2 separate regions of the Danio rerio genome follow, and region 1 is linked to region 2. A link is a contact called in public Hi-C data. All regions are on one chromosome and are shown on one strand. The core of a region is the stretch at or near the end of the contact, and the rest is flanking DNA. Distances in the headings are between cores, read along the strand shown.

Evidence for each region. Hi-C and Micro-C count contacts between places; a contact is called where the count stands out from the background.
Region 1: a contact with region 2 is called in a Hi-C map of hematopoietic stem cells, with 6 times the contacts expected there. The contact joins the promoter of ankrd45 here to the promoter of cacybp in region 2. A contact is called at or near these places in 12 of 18 Hi-C or Micro-C datasets (caudal fin, embryo, fibroblasts and 4 more) and 3 of 4 datasets of contacts at active chromatin or transcription factors (caudal fin, embryo and gastrula embryo).

The regions. Positions count from the first base shown.
Region 1 is chr2:38,701,883-38,705,320 of GRCz12tu, reverse strand. ankrd45 (ankyrin repeat domain 45) reads right to left here and starts at 1,625. Exons shown (of 5, transcript NM_001020770.2): 1 at 1,352-1,625. The coding sequence starts at 1,592.
Region 2 is chr2:38,569,169-38,572,804 of GRCz12tu, reverse strand. cacybp (calcyclin binding protein) reads right to left here and starts at 1,632. Exons shown (of 6, transcript NM_212887.1): 1 at 1,542-1,632; 2 at 154-367. The coding sequence starts at 1,559. It overlaps mrps14 (mitochondrial ribosomal protein S14), which reads right to left. Exons shown (of 3, transcript NM_001045358.1): 2 at 3,632-3,636; 3 at 2,954-3,415. The coding sequence ends at 3,233.

The DNA.
Region 1 (3,438 bases), core at 376-2,875, 130 kb before region 2:
AAACTGTATTACATTTAAATTTTTATGAGTAATTTCCTAATTTAAAAAATCAACTTACTAAACATTGCTTTTTAACTATATTAACGGATGTAGCATATTTAAAAAATATATATAATGAACTTATTACAGTAAAAACATGAACAATAACATTATTAACACAATGGAGTTCAAAGCTGAATACATTAAGCTGCACTGTCTTTGTCTTGATTTGCTCACTGATGTCTTGTGCATTGCTCTCTATCCGTCGAGTGACAGTATTTACATTTTTAAAAAACAGATTCATTTACGAAACAAAACAATAAATCAAATTCTGAAATGATGATCTCTGTCAAAGATAGTCATCCATTCTTCCTCTCTTCCCAAATAGGATGGTGGACCAAATCAAATCCTGGTGCTCCAGTTTCCCCCACAGTCCAAAAACATGAATTGGTGAATGAGAGTGTATGGATGTTTTCCAGTGATGGGTTGCAGCTGAAAGGGTATCTACTGCTTAAAACATATGCTGGATAAGTTGGCGGTTCATTCCACTGTGTCGACCCCAGATTAATAAAGGGACTAAGCCGAAAAGAAAATGAATGAATGAATACAAAATAGAAATAACTAGAAATTACATTAAAGGGAAAAGAGGACATTGTTTTTCATCCATTAATTTTCCTTTCCATTAGTCCCTTAATTCATAAGGGGTCACCTTAGTGGAAAGAACCACCAACTTTTCCAGCATATGTTTTACAGGTGATGCCCTTCCAGCAGCAATTAAGAATCCATACACACTCATATGGCCATTTAGTTTATACAGTTCACCTATATCACATGTCTTTGGACTGTGGGGGAAACCGAAATGAAACCCAAGCGAACACGGGAGAACATGCAAGCTACACACTGAAATGTCAACTGACCCAGCCAGGACTCAAACCAGCAACCTTCCTGCTGTGAGGCGACAGTGGTATCCAATGAGCCACTGTGTCGCCGACACTATTTTTTTTAAATTAGATTTTGTTATTGGACAGAAGATCAATGGGATATACTCTTTAAAATATTTTGCATAAACAATACAAAGAAGTGTGGAAGCTAAATCTTTGATCTATGTATATGGAATTTTTACATTTTCATATGAAATGGTGTCCAGGCCTGGTAAAACTTACTTTGATTATTTCCCCCTTATTTTATACTTTGTTAGTCAAGAAAGTATGTGGAAGCAATTCCCCCCAGCAAATGCTGCCCATTCCATTATGCATTGCCCCAATAAGCACTCACAGAGAATACAGTGACAACATCCTTAAAATGTGCGAATTATTCTATAATTACTTTTGCAGGGAGATGCAAAAAACACACTTTCCCGCTTATTAATTACCGCGCGCGGTGAGTTCGTTGACGTCAGCAGCACCATTCTGCACGAGCTCGCGCACTATGGCGCTCCGTCCCATCATACACGCAGCAAACAGCGCGTTTCTTCCCACTTCATCCTTTTCCCACAAAATGTTCTCTGACTGTGCAGCATCGTCGGTAAACGTGCGTTCCAAAATACCTTTAAGTCCCTCTAAATCGTCATCTAATGCACATAAAAGTACAGTTTTCTCCTCTGCTGACCGCATTGTGACTGGCGGAAGAGTAGTGATGTGGTGTGTGAACTGTCTCTATGGCAACAGGCTAGCAATAAATGTTGTTATTTTGATTCGCCACTCGATGTCGCTGTTGTATGAAGTATGAAGCACAGAGACTCTTGATGATAGCTGGCATAGAGAGAAGATTTTAACAGGCCCCTGGACAGCCTGGTGAAAGGGCTGGTTCTTTTTTTTTCTCAAAAAGTGCACTTTTTGCAGTTGTTCGACTTATTTTCTATTTAATTATTAGGTTCAAATACTTTTTAAGCACAATTTTTTTGCTGGATTAGTTTGTCAGATGCCCAGAGATGGGTTGCGGCTGGAAGGGCATTCGCTGCGTAAAAACTTGCTGGATAAGTTGGCGGTTCATTCCGCGGTGGCGACCCCAGATTAATAAAGGGACTAAGACGACAAGAAAATGAATGAATGAGTTTGTCAGATGATCACACTTTTTTATGTACCAAACATTTACTAAAGACTTAGAATAAATTGAAAAGTCAATTAGTCTACTTATATTTAAACAAATATTTATACAAATTTATTACATCATATAACATTTCTCAGTGATAGGTTGTATCTGGAAGGGCATCCGCTGCGTAAAACATATGCTGGATAAGTTGGCAGTTCATTACGCTGTGGCGACCCCTGATTAATTAAGGGACTAAACCAAAAAGAAAATGAATGAATGAATGAATGAATCATATATCACTAGGGTAAAAATAGGAATCTGTTAATTTTAACTCAAAACTGTATCTTATTGTCAGTTAAGCAAATAACACACTGGCCAGCACATTCAACTTTCCCCAGTCAGAATTTACCCAAGTGAATAATACAAAATAAATAAATAATGATATAAAGCCTCTTTATAAAGTACATTTAATAATTCATGGATACAACAATAGCCTAGTTTTATAAGTAACTTTAATTTGGTCCTTCTTTGTGCATCACAACATTTTATTGGGATTTTTTCCTTCAAGAATAAGGTCCAAGATTTAGAATTAAATGTTTTCTCTATTTAACAACAATACAGTGAAAGTTTTCTTGCAGGCCTTACTTTAGGTCTCAAAGCCTTTTTCAATGGGTTATTTTGATCATTTATGATGGCATAACAGTCAATATAGGACAAATAAGCTAATGTATGGGACAAATACTGGACCTTTGTCAATAAAGGGTTGGGTCTCTGGATCCACCTGAACCCCCTCTCTGGCTACAGGCCTGTTTAGCAATACCAAAATAAGCATCAACATGTAATTATGCATGTAGATGAATTCAATTATCAAATTAGGAACTAAAAACTACTGTATTATTGAGATGCAATTACTTTGTTGGATTATTACCACAAAAAAGAAAACACACACTACATACATCATTAATAAGTAAAATATAATAAATAAATGTATTAAAATAAATGTAATTAAAAACAGTTGATGTCAGAATTATTAGCCCCCTTGCTTATTTTTTACCCCAATTTCTGTTTAATAGAGAGGACATTTTTTAAACATATTTCTAAACATAATAGTTTTAATAACTCATTTCTAATAACTGATTTACTTTCTCTTTGCCATAATGACAGTACTTAATATTTTACTAGATATTTTTCAAGACAGTTCTATACATCTTAAAGTGACATTTAAAGGCTTAACTAGGTTAATTAGGTTAACTTGAAAGGTTAGGGTAATTAGGCAAGTTATTGTATATCTATGGTTTGATCTGTAGACTATCGAAAAAAAAGCTTCAAGGGGCAAATCATTTTGACCTTAAAATGGTTTTAAAAAAAATTTAAACTAGCCGAAATAAAACTTTCTCCAGAAGAAAAAATATTATGAGACATACTGTG
Region 2 (3,636 bases), core at 383-2,882:
ATTCTTTTTAAACATTTTTTCAGATTTTTATTTTTAGCTAACTGATTAATCCACATCGGAAGAATTAACCCCTGGTGGTTTGAAATGCCGCGGGCATAGCCAAAAGTACCTATGTATGTCTGTGATCACAATATATATTATTAACATACATACCATAATTGTTAATTTTGACTGTGTATCCTTTGACTGTTGTTTCAGTTTTGTCTCCCGACTCTTTCTTTTCTTGCTGCTGTTTCTGCTGCCGTTTCTGTGCTAGCTCTTTCTCGATCTTCTTCTGCTCTTGTGTTAATATGTCTCGCACACGCTGTCGTTCACACTTCTCCTGCAGACTCGTGATCTCCTTAAGATCACTCTCGAGACCTGCGATCTGCAGAAACAAGACAAATTTGACATCAGTTTTCATTTCAGCACAGGCGAGCTCAAGAGAGAGTCGTCTACGGCAAACTCTTTTATGGTTGCTCGTTCCAATGCTATGTGCTCTTAATATCAACAATTACTTTTCATTTGTTAAATGCCGATTCTTTACAATAGGAAAACTACTCTACTAGTAACAATAACAATGTTGTTTCATATTACAATTTGTCAATTCTTCATTTCAACAATTGAATCTGAATAGAAGTGGCTTAGTGCAGTGGTTAACAATGTCGCCTCACAGCAAGAATGTCGCTATTTCGAGTACCGGCTGGGCCAGTAAGCATTTCTGTGTGGAGTTTGCATGTTCTTTCTGTGTTGGTGTGGGTTTCCTCCGAGTGCTCCAGTGTACCCCCCAGTCCAAAGACATCCACTTTTGTTGAATTGAATAAACTAAATTGTCCGTAGTGCATTAGTGTGTGTGTGTGTGTGTGTGTGTGTGTATGTGTGTGTGTATTGATATCTTCCAATAACTGGGTTACGACAGGAAAACATACGCTGGAGTAGTTGACGGTTCATTCCGATGTGGTGACTTCTGAAATAGAGACTAATCCATAGGAAATTTTAAGAATAAATCTGAATAGGAGCCTAAATGATGTCATTTAACTAGTGGAAATACAGTTCTTGGTATCAGGAATGACATTTTTTTTATTAGTTGAAACTAAAATCTTTTTACATTTTTATTTATTTATTTAAATATTTGAAACTAAAATAAAAATAAGACATCTGCGAGAGATGACGTCATTGTTGCCATGAAGAATTTATATTTTAGCGGAAATGCAATTACTTATATTAAAAACATGAAATTGAAACTAGTAACGTTAGTAATCTAATTCATGATATGGAGAATCAGCATTTGAACAAGTGGAAATTGAACTGATGTTACGTTACAGAGAAATGATGAATCAAATAATAATAAAAAAACTGCTCTTCGTATCTTATAATCCACAGCGTATTCACAGAGCATCCAATAAATCATCAGGGTAAACCATCAGTTCCATTCACATTCATAAGCTAAGTTACTTAATGCCACTAACGTTATGCGGTTTAATGTGAAACAGTAACGTAAACCCTACAGGACTGCTAATACTCTACTAAAATGAGTAAAACACTGAGAAGCGACCGTTTACCAGTTCATTGATGTCCATTGCTGTCTTGGAAAAACTTCTGTATACTAATTATCTTAAATAGTTTTCCTGAAGTGATGAAAATGAACTTTGCATTCAACCGGCGCTGCGAGTCCGCAGATATGCGTGAAGCGCTGTTTCTAGAAGAATTCCTATTTCCGCATTTTGACAAAATAAAAGTCCTTATTTTAGTGAATCACCAGCGGACAACGAAATATATATTTACAATAACAGTATTAAAATCAATAAAAATGTAACAAACTCTATTTGATAATGTAATTTTATGAATTACAGTGTTACAAGTTTCACACCTACTGTATCACAAAACAAGATTCTTAGCGTAATGTACAATGTAGCGTAGTGGGCAATATGGAAGGCAAAATAACACAGCAGGCAATATTTAAAGTTAATCAAAAAAGTTTTCAAAATTTTCTATATTTTAGAAAATCTAATGATCTAAAATATACAGTAATCGGTCCATAATAGTATTTGAAAAAATATTTACTTAATAAATTATATTAAGTTAGATTACATAATTTCTAATAATTTAGAAATTATGTAATCTAACTTAAAATTTATTAAGTAAATAATTTTGCAAATACTATAATAGACCAATTACTGTATAATTTAAATAATTAGATTTTGTATACCTAAAACAAGAATGGGTGTTATTGAGCAGCGTTAAGTCAACTTCAAAAATCATCCACTACGAATAATAAAATCTTTAATTCATTAAAAAAAGTTTTTTGTATAAAAATCGAATTATCTAAAATATACAGAAATTGGTCCATTTTAGTATTCGCAAAATTATTTAATAAATTTTATTTTTTATTAGACGACATAATTTCTATTTAATACTGTACTCAGTTCTTTCATTTATATTTTCTTAATAGCATTTGCTAATAATTTTAATATATTTGTGTTTATTTATAGATTTCTTTCATTTGGATTATACATACATTTATTCAAACCTCACTAATAAATAATTTTGTGTTAATTATTATTATTATTTGAATTAAAATGTTTACTTGTTTGGGTTATGGGTTTATATGAATGAGAATTTACCTTAATTAAACTTTTAACTAATAACTTCAACCATATTTTTAAGAATTTGAAACATTTGAAACATGTCCGGACATCCCTTTGATTAACTGAAGCTTCGTATTAGCGAACGCTTGCTCAATATAAGTAAATAAGTGTGAGTGCAAAAATTAGTGATTGAATTTGTATTTTAAAAATCATTAAATTATTTAAAACTCTTTATATAGCTGAAATGTAACTTTTTATATATACTTTTTGTATTTTTATTTTATTATGCCAAATTAGTAAAAGATTATTTTTGTATTACACAAATACAGAAACAGTAACAATAGAATCTAATACTCTTGAACTTTAAATAAACTCACAAAACAAAACACATTACACCTTTTTTATTGTATCAACAATAACATAACATATTACATTTGCCATCAATCTCTAAGACAAAAAAAAATCATCAATATAAATTTCAAATCAATTCAGCAGAGAAATAACACATCATTTGAGTAGATGCTTGATGAATTTCCTGCTCCGTCTTTTCATGTAATATGAATATCTCCTCTTTCAAGGGCATACCAAGCTCAAGTTCATTCATAGGTTGAAAAGCTCACACACTGAATGACAATGATGTAGAACAAACACAATGTCATGGCTGATCACCACATTGATCTCTGTACTCCAGACATCTGGCTGTGGTCTGCTAAATCACGAAAAACTATTCGGCTAAGACGCCATCTGCGTTTCACTGCACGTGGACGTGAGGTCAGCACACACCTGTTGCGAATGCGCACGGGACAACTGTCTCGAGGAAGAGCAGCGATTTCTTTATCTGCTATTTCCTAAGAGCAAAAACATAACAAACATGGACAGCATTATTATTATTATTATTATTTTAAATACACTTCATTCTTCTGTTAACGATAATGACTCTATAAATAGGTTTCAATTACTGCAAAATAAAAACGTGTTCATGTTATTTGAAAGCTGTACATGAAAAACAATAATGATGAACCATAAATCTCCACTGAACTGAAATTGCAAGACTCTGAATGTACCTGTA